2 separate regions of the Zea mays genome follow, and region 2 is linked to region 1. The links are chromatin contacts, called in public Hi-C maps. All regions are on one chromosome and are shown on one strand. Each heading gives the region's core, a stretch centred on a gene start, on an enhancer-like site or on the middle of the called end of the contact. The rest is flanking DNA. Distances are from core to core; before and after follow the strand shown. Region 1 holds the start of LOC100281587 (DNA replication licensing factor mcm4). Region 2 holds the start of LOC100284043.

What was found. A called contact is a pair of places that touch in the nucleus more often than the background predicts.
Region 2: a contact with region 1 is called in a Hi-C map of leaf, with 1.7 times the contacts expected there. The contact joins the promoter of LOC100284043 here to the promoter of LOC100281587 in region 1. A contact is called at or near these places in 2 of 25 Hi-C or Micro-C datasets (both in leaf).

The regions. Positions count from the first base shown.
Region 1 is chr3:233,199,445-233,205,905 of Zm-B73-REFERENCE-NAM-5.0, forward strand. LOC100281587 (DNA replication licensing factor mcm4) reads right to left here and starts at 2,890. Exons shown (of 18, transcript NM_001368325.1): 1 at 2,737-2,890; 2 at 1,908-2,618; 3 at 1,684-1,812; 4 at 1,057-1,138; 5 at 830-962; 6 at 658-729; 7 at 426-548; 8 at 185-298; 9 at 1-100. The coding sequence starts at 2,770.
Region 2 is chr3:233,358,868-233,365,317 of Zm-B73-REFERENCE-NAM-5.0, forward strand. It overlaps LOC100284043, which reads left to right and starts at 3,013. Exons shown (of 11, transcript NM_001370570.1): 1 at 3,013-3,258; 2 at 3,444-3,509; 3 at 3,626-3,664; 4 at 3,785-3,851; 5 at 4,110-4,183; 6 at 5,263-5,401; 7 at 5,485-5,577. The coding sequence starts at 3,481.

The DNA.
Region 1 (6,461 bases), core at 1,640-4,139:
GCTGGGATTTACTTGTTCCAGGGTCCCCCACAAGTAAAATATTGATGTCACCCCGGAAACTAGCTCCAGAAGGAAGCTTCAAGGGATTGCCGCCGAAAAGCTGGACATAGAACAGTTTACAGTATGCTATGCTTAGCAATGGCACACTTTTTAAAAGAACATCTTAATATGCCAAAGAAGATACCTGGCAAAGGAGACCTCTTTTGACATCATCCAACTCCCATATGTTTGGAGCTAATGATCTAGTCAATCTTTCATAGATATCAGGCAACTTCGAAAGCTCTTTTAGTTTCTCAACCTGCAGCATCAAAAAGAAGAGAGTTACCAAGAATGCAGCAGAAAACATAGAAGAAAGATTTGGCTACCAAAAAGTACCAACTATCCAGCACACACCATTAAATAAAAGTATGGGTGCTGAAAAATACCTTATCACTAAGAAAATCCTCTTCAGTAGATTTGCTAGCGTTAGAATTATCAATATCCATGGTGTCCTCCACATGAAGCCTAGACTTGTCTGTCTTCTTTATGTGAAGGCAATCAATATATGTCTGAATGAAGAAGGAATACCATTAGATAACACTATAGTGCAAGATTTAATCCTGCTGTGCTAAGACGAAATTCAAATATGAGAATGCAATAAAACTCTGTATTTTTAACCTTGAATATAGACTTCACTGTCCTTTGAGTTGGTCCAATTCGAATACTCATAGCTCTGTATATTCCAGTTATCTATAATAGAAGCAAAATAAGTAAATTTGACAATTTTCTTAAACAAGAACCATATGTCAAGATTTAAAGTATTGATCACTAAGAAAGTTTCAATCCTAACCTCAACCCTATCTCCAGGCTTTCCAGCATCAACAAGCTTATCATGCATCAAGACACTAACTGTATGTGGAGTGCCACCTTCTGGTATCTCGTCTGGTGTTTCCTGCAACTTTATGATCTGCTTGTCTGAAAATCTGGTCATGTAAAAACAATGTTAAATTCAACGTGATTTTTATTCTGTTAAGAGTACTAGCAAAGACAAAAATGACAACAAGTAGGTGTAGCTACCTGCATCTGTTGTGCACTAGGGTCATAGAATTTGTGGCTTTACATTGTTCTTTCTGACAAATGTGTGGTTCAGTTACTCTTCCTGAGAAAGGCAATGCACATTATATTAGTTTTACATTGATAAAAACAATACAAACAGACAAACTTAAATGGTCCACTATGGCATGCATATCTTTCTATCAGCTACGGTGTTGAATATGGATTGTATGCATTTCGAAGCAGCTAGTCCTTCAAGATAAAAAAAAACAAGGCCAAAGATGTGTGATTATTCTTTGAAGGGCATTAGAGGCTTGGCTCATGGCCTCCCAAGCAGCTCAGACACTGCACAACAATCTGAGCCCCCATTTACCCAAAATCGGAAGCCTCGAAGAGCACCTTGCACTGGGAAAAGCTGTGTGGGGACCAACCAAACATTAAGGCTTGTTTGGTTAGAAGGGGATTCAAGGGAAACCCTTATAACCAAAAAGACCCAAGGACTACTTTGGAAACTCAAATCCCCCTAATTTTCTCAGGGGGGTTGAATTTCCAAACTGGCGCTCTTATTTTGACGTGGCGTATATTTCGGAATTCATTGAAATGAGATCACGGGTCAGAGTTGCATGATCAAGATGTCTATTAGCACCATACCTCTATCAACCATGACGGGCTCTGAGTAGAAACCACAAACCAGGCAGCGGAACACAGCCTCCTTGAGCTCCGGTATGACCGAGCTGCATCTAATTATCATACCCTTGATGGATACCATCTTCTCAATATCTGCAACGAACACGAAATCACAAATCAGATCACACAATGTACAGTCTAACTTGGTTCGAGCATTGTCACCTTGTCCAAAAGAAATAATCTATTACCAGATGGGTTGAGATTCCTCAAGCAAATGGACGACTTGAGGTTGTAGATCCTGGTCTGGATGTGCTTCTCGAAGAGCGGCTCGATGCGCGCGACGAGGTCCATGAGCACGATGTCGAAGATGGCGAGCACCTCGAGCGGATAGCGAACCATCTTGCTGTAGAGGTCTGGGTCGTGGTCAAACACGTCGTGCGCATCGACGTCGAGCGACTCCCCGCCCTCGAGCTCGAGGATGCGGTGGATGGCGCGCATGTACTTGCCCTCGTCCATGACCGGGTCGACGCGGCCAGCGTCGCGCGGGTCCCGGAAGTGGCGCAAGAACCGGAGAATGGCGGCGTTGACGTCCTGCACGCTTATGTTGGTGCCCCAGACGAAGACCGGGGTGGCGTCGACGCCGCCGCCGCCGTCGGTCTCGTCGTCCCCAGCTTCGGAGGATGGAGGGACGTCATCGGTGGACATTGGAGTGGAGGGCGTCGGCGGGAACCGGCCAGTCGAGTTCTGACGCGGCTGCCGAGGGGCGCCAGCCCCAGCTCCGGACGGCGTGCGGCGGCCAGGGTGCGGCGGCGTCTCGAACCCCCCGAGAGAAGGGGACGAAGCATAAGGACTAGCGGAACCACGGCGACGGCGACCGCCGGAGCGGCGTGTGGGCTGAGATGGGGAGGAGTTAGTAACCGCGAGTGGGCTTGACGGCCGACCATAGGGCGACGATGCGGCTGAAAAACAACAGCAAAAACGAAATTTCCGCCGCACGGGGATCCAAATCTTAGCAAGAAATCTGCAAGGGGACCAAATTGAATGCGATCCACGGAAGAGGGAGCGGTTAGATCTTACGAGGAGGGGAGCTGCCGCCGCCGTCAGAAGCCATGTCTTGGTCGCACAGACAATCACTCGGGATGGCAGATAGGTAGTGAGAGAGGAGGTGGTGGTGGGATATGGGAAGGGTGGGATGGGGATGGGGATGGGGATGGGGAAGGGGAGAGTAAAATGGCGGGAGATGGAGGCGGCGGCGGCGGTGGCGGGAAGAGAAGAGATGAATGGCGGCAAAAGCGTCACATTTCCCGCCAAGTGACTCAGGAGGCCCTCGATGGGCCGCGTTGCGTCCAGTTTGAGTCTACTCTGCCTTTTATGTTTTTGTAAGATGGGCCATATTCTCTAAATTGGGCTGGACCTAATCCTTGTTAGGTATCTGTATGTGTATGTAAGTACGTATATACGTGTAAAGTTGTCTTAGATTGATCATTTAAACGCTTTGTATGCCAATTAAGATTTAAAGTCAAAATATAGATTGCTTTTTAGAAAGAAAAAAATGCAGTTCCTCATCTTATTTTAAAAATACTTGTCCTCTCCGAGACTTAAACGGGTAGGAAGTCCTCTCAATTTTTTAATGAAAATATGCTAGCAACTTTTTTTCCTTGCAAAAATGCAAATTAAAGTTCTCGTCCTCAACTAATCATTTTCTTTTTCACTTGAAGACACTTAGCTACCGAACTACCAGTATGTTGAGATTCATTAAGCTTTTTCTATTTATCTCGCTTAGGGGTGTTTGGAACCAAAGTATTTTTCGAGTTTTGAGATAAAACCATAGTATTGGAGAATGTCATAGTATTTTTTGTTAAAAAAGTGTTTGGCTATCAGGTAAACAACTCGGTTTTAAATACCATATTTTATAGTTACTATGGTATTTTTGAAGTGTTTGAAATTCCACTCCTACCTAAATTCTTTGTCTATGCCTAGCTTCTTACACATGTATATTAAATACCATGATTTAACATACTTTGTCTCCACACAAGTATTGTTTTGAGTGATGTAAAAATATTATGGTTGTATCGTGACATCTTAAACCACAGTGTTCCAAAGCCATGTTTTTTTAAAATACTTTGCTTCTAAGCACCACCTAAAGTTTTGCCACAAGTCAAGGATAGTACAACACAAGGCCAACTAAAATAAACTAGAAGATAACTTTTGTTAAAGGGACAACAAAAATCATGAAATAATACATGAGAAATAAATGTCATGCCCAATTTTAGTAAGCAAACCAAATGCGCGCCAAGGTCAAAATCTTCTACATAGCAATTAGGGTTTAGGATCATGGTCAGAGCATGACGAATTTGGTTTCCCGACCGGGTTTGTCTTTAAAATGCTCTCTCGTATGCCGGTGCACCCTCTCTCGACTTCTAAGAGTGCTTCGATCTTTGATTGTATTAGTCTCAATCAAGGATTACCAAACCGTTTTGGGTCAAAAAAAAAACTACACATAGGTAACGCCGGTAAAATCGACTGGTTTGGCCAAACCAAATTTAAACAAAATCAAAACGATTTTTTGCTGAAAAATCGGTGGTAAACCGCTCAAAACCGTTGATAAACCACCCATTTGAAGCGCTTTTTTGCATAAAAATGAAAATTGTGACAGGATTCACTTGTAGTTTGTTCAATCCACGTTGCATAGTAAATACTAGTCGATCCATACAACTTATGTTCACCAAAATGACATACAAGATATATATGCAGCCACAAACTTCAATTATCATGAAACAAACAATCGTCGGACTTCATAATACTCAAATACAGGTTCTTTTAGAGTTCTTCCATGACACATAGGTCGACATATTTCACAATACTCACGTATTAAGCTCAAGTCATACTACTCAGTCATATGAGAAGGATCCTAATATGCGTTGATTCTGTCTATGTGCGAGATGCTCCTTCAATCGGGTACCACCTATTGCACTTTTTGTTTCTCTAAAATACTTACACTTGAAATATGTGCCAACCTTCTCTCCATGCTTCCAGACTAAGTCCAACATGTATCAAACAATACATAATATCATGTAACGAGAGTAAAATAAAAACATATTACTTGTAATAAATGACATTAACATAAACAATAAGACATCGAAACATATTTGCATTCTTCCTCTCTGCATGAGATGCTCCTTCAATCGGATATCATCCCTCAGCTCTTTGTTTCTCTACAACACTTGCACTTAAAACCTGCGTCAACCTTCTCTTCGCACTGCTAGACTAAATTTGACATGTGTCCTACAAATGTGGCAAAAAATGCAAGTATGCAACACATTAGTAGCAAATAATATCACTAGCTACATATATAACTAAATATTAACAATACAAACATATATAACTACACAATAGCAAATTAGCAATACTAATATATAACTATATATTAACAAGATGTCATCGCATAAAAAATCTGTATCACTAAACCCAAAAAACAAATCTTGACAACTTACTAAAAAACAACTCAACATGATTTCTCAGTAACAAATCGTGGTTTACCACTATTCGGTATGGTTTACCGCCGACATTTGACAAAGAAACCGATGGGTCAACGGGTTTACTAGTGGTCCATACGTTTTCCTTTTTTAATGGGCTAAACTAAATTAAATTTAGATATCATGTATACCATATTACTCACTAGAACATGTAGTTTTTTTATTTTTTTCTTCAATTTTTATATATTTTTTGAGCAAATTTAAATTTGGAGTGAATTTTGAAGCAAAAACTGTGGTTAACCTGTACCACTGGGCGTCGATTTCGATAAACTGGTGGTTTCTACCAATTTTGTAAACCCTGGTTTCAAACCAAGGATGGTGCCAACTGTGAAGAATATAAGGCATGTTTGGTTCACTGACTAACTTGTCACACTTTGCCTAACTTTTATGCATAAGGTTAGTTCTTCAATACAGACGACCAACCTTAGGCAAAGTGTGACACATTTAGCCATGAACCAAACAGGCCCACAATTTCTCCAAAATCTTATTTCTCCCCACTTTCTCTAAGCTTGAGTTTGTTGAGCACCATTTGTGGCGCTGGACACAGCCGGACGATCTAGTCCTAAGGACCGGACAATCTGGCCCATAGATGGCCCATCCATAGGCGCGGACTTCCCGTGAATAGATTGAATCAGGCGCAAGTAATCCCTTTTCCACGCGAGTTTATCGCTCTAAATCCACGATTGCTATTGGGAGACGCCTATGAACGGGTTTAGACCTCCCCTATATATATTAAGAGGTACGACCGATTGCAATCACCAATAATCGATCAAACAATCAATATATCTTTCGTTATTTACATTTTGCACTAGGAGTAGACAGTAACATAGTTTTCTCTCTAATCTTCACCTCTCTCCGACTGTATGTCGTTTAGAGACGTCTTGGGTGGCTTGCCGACACCAAGACAAACCTTATGATCTATCCTCCATGATAGGGTCCCTCCCGGGAGCGAGATCTAGGTGTAGTTGGCGAACTTCGTCGCCTATGCGCACGCGCGAACCGTTCGGCCATCAGGCGCGGACCGTCCGGTTTGTCAGCAGAAACCCTCCGCGCCAGGTCGCGGATCATCTGGCCCTCGGTCGCGGACCATCTACGCTTTACAGAGAGTACCGTTGTCGATACACATCACAGTAATTGGCGTCCGGATCGACGCCAACAGAGTTCTTCACGATTCAAATTTTGAATTTCAAACAAGGGTATTGGGCAATATGCTCGATGTCTGCAAATGGGACGTCATCATAATTTTTGTACCAATCAAATCAGGTG
Region 2 (6,450 bases), core at 1,763-4,262, 160 kb after region 1:
TGATTCAAGTTCTTGTATTAAATCTGAGAATGTTCATGTTGAACATGCTAAGGGATGTAGGGTGAGTAATACGAAGATGTACTAAACACTTCTTTTGACTGGGTTGTTTGGGCAGCAACAACGAGCTCTTTTTTTGCTTTTGTATTGTGATTTGACAGGTCTTCGTAGTGTGACCTTTATTCTCTACAGAAAACGCAATACAACTTTCTTGGTTATATATTGAATCTGCCCCCAAAACTTCGGCCACCTCTTCCTCCTCTTAAAGCTGGTAGACGAAAATAGCTCTATGAAGATTGTTGTTGTGTGCCTAATTCCTGGGGTTACTTTGATTGGCCTTGAGGCTGACCAGTCTTTTCTTCGTTCTGGCCTGAGTTGTGTATGCTTAGGATGTGTATTGAATGAAACCTTCCCCCAAAGTCCCTGGCCGTCTCTATGTCTCTCTGCGCTTCTTCCCTTCTTTGGCGAAAATCATTGTCCACCCTGATGTACTCATCCATCTTTTGTAGTAAGTTCTCTAGGGAATGAGGGGTTTTCCTAGCAAAGTACTTGGTTGCAGGTCCTGGACGAAGCCCCTTTATCATTGCTTCGATGACAATGTCATCTTGTACCATTGGCGCTTGGGCCCAGAGTCGAAGAAACCTTTGGACATAAGCCTGAAGGTATTCGTCCTACTCTTGTGTGCATTGGAAGAAAGCTTGTGTGCTGTAGTGGGCTTTATTTGAAAATCTTAGAAGCTGGTGATGAGCATGTCCTTAAGGTTCTACCATGATGAGATGGCGCCTGGCAGAAGAGATGAATATTAGGTTTGAGCTACACTCATAACTGCCATGCCAAAAGATTTTGCATCACTATTGTATTGCCACCATAAGATGATATTGTAGCTTTGTAGCTCATCAAAAATTGCTTTGGGTCTAATAGACCATCATACATCGACAATTGTGGTGACCTGTATAATGGTGGCCATGACATAGCCTATAACTCTGCAGCCAATGGAGAAACATCATCATACAAGAAGTCGTCATAATTATGGTCCTCATGGCGAATGTCCTTCTGATAATGTTGCTCCTCTGGTTGCTCAATTTGCTGCGTTATGTTACGCATTTCCTCTGACGCTTTCATCGATTTGCTTCTGAAGTTGAGAAACCCAAGGCATCTTCTCTTTACACTTTTCTACTTGTTGATGAAGAGATTCGAGATTGTGGATTTGTTGGTCGAGCTCATCCTACTCGCTTTTAACTTCTGAGAGAAACCAAGAACAAAGCAATATTAATGAGAGGATTATCCTCCCTTTAGTAAATTCCCTTCTACGAAGGAGTTGACTAAAGGGAGACTAGTTAGGTACCCATGCTTATATATCACAGATACCTTGATAATAAAAATATTCCGTTCCCAGGTTTGAGTGTTGTAGCAAAAGCATGTGATCAATTGTGACACCTTGTTTCTTTCATTTCTTCTATTTCTTTTATCCTGATCAATGTGTAAGAAACACCTAATTAACTCGTCAAGTTTTCAAATACAGGTCATGCTTGGCCTTGAATCATCATAAAGAAACATACGTGTCTAAAATAAGACACGCATTCATATTTTGCTATTATACACCTGCCTTGTGTTGTTAGTTCAAATTCATTTCTATCACGATGACAAAACCCTTGACAATTTATTTATTTACATACAAGGGCACATGGAGATGCATGCAGGCTTGAGTCAAATTTTTTCATTTCTTGGGCAGCAAACTATTAAGGGCATGGTTGGTATGACTCCAGAGCAAAACTCCAAAGAAGAGTTCGCCAGAGCATGTCAAACACATTAACTCCAGAGTTATAAATTCTATGAAGTTTTTGGAGTTACAGTACAATTTTTCTGAGTACCTCTTTTGCTGTTCCGAAAACTCCAAAAAAACAACCTAGTCATGGAATTTAGAGTTATTTACCCGTCATCGCCACCGGTTATGAGAAACAATCTAAAATCTAGAGCAGAGCTGCTTCACCCAGAGTTGCAAAAAAATGGTCTAGATCAAAACTTTTTTTACTCCAAAAATGCTATGTTATTGATAAAATCATGATTTAAAATACAGAGTTATTATATACGCTCTCAAACAGCTTTTGGTCTAAAATCCTGTGATATACTCAAATACCATAATATTGTCTCGAAATTAAGAAATATCGTGTTCCCGAACAGACGTTTAACATTACTCACGTGAATAGGGGTTTTGAAAGCCGTTGCCATCCCATTCTTGGGTGAGAAAGCCGCTCGGTTCGCTCACCTGCCTGTGTTGCCTTTAGAGATGGCAATGGGTACCCGAAACCCGAAACCCGATGGGTTTTTACCCCATTAGAGTACGGGTTTGGGTCAATTTTCATACTCATGGGTTTGTTAACGGGCATAAATCTATACCCGACGGGTTTATGGGTACGGGTTTGTTCCTATAGTATCCAAACCCGCGAACCCGTGGGTTTTTTAAACCCGACCAAACCTAGTGCATATTGTCATTTTATTTTATAAACGAACAACAAACTTGTTATTCCTTATTTACTTGCTAATTTTTATCAAATAGTGAATGTATAAGTAGTCGGTGAGAGTGTTGCTTGCTTGCTATTATAGTTTTTACTAGTGTTATATATGTGGTGGATGGATAACTTAGTGCAAGGTCACTTAATTATACAACTTATTATTTGTATTACATTCTCTCTACTAATAATTTTTATACCAAATCATGAACTCATTGTTCATCACATAAATTTTGGACCATGATCTCATTAATCCTTACGATACTTATTGATTATAGGAAGAACAAGCATATTGGAGATAAAACCCGTGGGTAACCCACGGGTACCCGCTAACTCGATGGGTACGGGTTTGGGCAAAATCTCAAACCCGTCATGGGTACGGGTTTTTTAATGGGTATAAATATTTTTCACGGGTACGGATTTGGGACGGTAAAACACAGCGGGTTTGTACCCATTGCCATCTCTAGTTGCCTTGCGACTTGCGAGTGGGCGGCGGAGTGCCCGAGTCGGTGCGGCCGTGCAGGAGCGTTTGCTGTCTCCGTTTCCGTCCCGTTCCCTTTCGTGGACTGTTTTGGAAGGCGTTGCGATGAGACGCTGCTGCGGCGGCGGCGAGGAGTGCATCCCTCGGCGATGAGCAGAATCACCACGGGATCTTAATCTCCCTTGCCTCGTTTGCGGAGAGCCTGCGCTGTCGGCGGCGGCGCACCCCCCTCCCCTTCCCCCGGTGCTTCCGTCTGCTGGCTGGACTCAGGTGAGCACAGTGAAGCTGCCAGCCTCTGGCCTCTGGGAGCCCCATCCCACCAATGCCCCCTAAACGAATCTGGCTCGTGCACTCGTGCGTTTTGCCGATTGTGGCCGTGGGGATTGACGGGTGGATTTTCCCTTTAGATTTCTTCAATTTTGATTGCCAATTAAAGCTTAACGCTTGATTTCCAGTTCTTCCAACTCGGCCCTTAACAAGAGAACGACGACCATGCCGATGCGTGGCGTCGATTTCAAGTGGTGCGTCTGCCCCCTCTCGTCTCGCCGCTTCTTCCTTAACTCGTCCCCTCGTTAAATCCCTCCTTGGTGAGTCAAGGTTTGACTGATTGAGAGGCTGGGTTTGCGATTCATTGCAGGTATGATGGGTTCTTCCTCTCCATGCTCGCCACTAGCGTGTATCCTACTTCACCCGATAAGACCTTTACCAACTTCGTCCAATCCAATTTGTTATGTGTGCACCTATATTATTTTGTTGCTAAATGCTATTCCTTAATAATCGTCTGATGCATGATTAGAATTATCGTTTCCATTAATTGGAAGAGGTATCGCCTGTGTGCCCACCCGCTCCACATTTGGATAGTGGTATGGTCTCTTCCTTGCCCCTGTTCTTCCTTAGTACTGTATCTAGATACATAGAAAAAAATTCATTCCTTCCATCAAAAGAAGACATTAAGACTGGATGATTAGTGAAAATTTGCACGTTATCCTGTGAAAACATCATCTTTGGATGACTGGAGGGAGCAAGTTTCTAGGGTTGGTTTGGTTCTCTCTCGGTGCTTACTACTACTTTAAGGATCGCATCTACTGTAATTCATTGCTTCAACTGCCTGCATGCAACAGGTGGACTACACCACTGTCTTCATCTTCCGCCTCCTAATGTTTGTTGATAATGGTCTCGCTGCAGGAATGGGATTGTAAGTCATTTTAAGCCCCACCCCCCATCTTGCTTTTTTTTTCCTAATTCAGCAAAGTATCGCAATACAAACTAATTGCACTGCAATTTAGCATTTTGTATTTACATATGCAAACACGTCTTTGCTGACCCTTGCTGCAATTGAGCATCATATTCATGCTCTCACTGCTTTATCAGCCACCAAAAAAGCTAAATAGAAAAGCAAGTTGTCAGCAGACATGCTAACAGCGCGATGGTTTAGCACCCAGGTGTGGCGCTCCGCACCTGGGTCAAGCCCTGGCGCTGCGTGGGTCGTGTGCCCACCTCTCTGGTTTGTAACAGAACAGATGGTTCCGTGACCGCCAAAGAAGCAAGCACGTGTGAGGTTCCTGCCTGCTTTCTAGAGTTCAGTGGGCCCCTACTTTAAGGTGAAGTCAAGGCGATGTCCCTCCCCTTGATTGAGTCTAGATTCTAGAAAACAAGTTGCGTTCTGAATGAGTAAAATGACCTCACCAACATGAATTACAAGCAGCCACCTGATTGCAACCTGGTCCTATTTGTGTTAAACTAATCAAATTGTTAGTTCTATGACAACTCTTAATGAAAACAAGATTATCGAGATGCATATGCTAGATGGATACCTATGGCTGTGTGATTTACCACCTGATGAGTTCATTTAAGAAAATGGTGAGTCAATAAAAAATATTGGGTTTGTAGTCTCGATTTTTCTTTGTCCAAAGTACTCCATTTTTAATCAGCTAATGAAACCGTCTAATTAGGAGATCTCAGTTTTTTTATATATATATGGAAAGCATGATTCTAAGATTTGAATTTCAATGTGACTGACTGACTGTATCCTTATGATCAAAATAATGATAGCTGTGCCATTTATGATTTATCTTGGTGCATGGGAGTTTCTTGACACCTGTTTTCCTACCATAATTTTTGCTACCTTATGGTTGTCGTTCTTATACTGATGTTTTAGGTTTCTAAGCTTTGTCTTGTTTGTTTGCTCCACTACCAATGACTAACTGAACTTTGCAAAAGTATGGCTGTCAGTTTATTCTATTATGTATCTTCTTTTTTGAAAAAAAAATATAGAGATCTCGGATGGCAACAGAGATATGCTCGTTTTTGTGGAAGAATAATTGTCCTCTCAGTTCTTGTGCTACTTCTCTACCCCTTTCTCTGGGTTTGGACTGTGATTGGAACATTGTGGTTTAGCACTGCAAGAGGCTGCGTGAGTTCTCTTATTCTTGATATAGGTACTACTTGTGTTATTTTATACAGTAAATTCTACTAAATGCATTTTATTCTTTTTAGTTGCCAGAGGAAGGACAAAAGTGGGGCTTCTTGATATGGCTGCTTTTCAGTTACTGTGGGCTCGCCTGTATTGCTTGTGTAGCTATTGGGAAGGTACTATAAAGTTCTTGGTACAATTTTTAAATAATTATCCAACGGTGATGTTAATATGCCATTCGTCAAAAATACTAGTCTGGTGATGCTGCTACTGGAGTTAGATTTGCTGGCCGTCATAACTGAATTGTACAGGCATATTGCAATTTGTTCTTACACGGAGTCATGGATTGAAGTTGTTAAGCTCGGTTTCAGTCTGTGTACAATGTACAGAACTGTTATTTTTTTTGGGAAAGAGCAGGAGAGCTGTGATTCATTAATTATAGAGAGGAAAAAAGGTTCCCAAACAACCTACCCTCTCATACGGGAACCAAGTATTAGGGGCGGAAAATACACTCCAACTACGTAAACCACATGACCCGGCTACAACCCAACAGATTAGGTTGCCCTTCCTAGACCTAGGGCTTGGAGCTTTTTAGCTCCCGCCATGCACCACAGGCTGTGCTTATTCTTTAGTACACTCATGAATCATGATCGAGCTAACTGAAGGAGATATACCATAAAAACACACGACTTTCTATGCTTCCATATGCACCAAGCTCCTAAGACAATCAGGGAGTTCACTCCTTTTCTGTCCTCTTTGCTGATTCTCCTCCCAGTCAATACTGTTACTTAATCTTGATGTATTAACATCTTCTGTTCATCGGCTGGAATAATATCAAGCTAATTTCTTGGCAGTAGTTATTTCCAGAATGTTAGACTGTATATGTCTCTATCTGTACTGGGCCTTCCAGCCCAGCCTATGTAACCATATATATATTAATACAAAGCCCACTGAAAGGGCTAGGGTTTCCAAATTTTCCAACATGGTATCCAGCCAAAAATTTCCCTCACCTTCCCTCCCCTAGTATTAGTGTTGGGAGTTATCCCAAA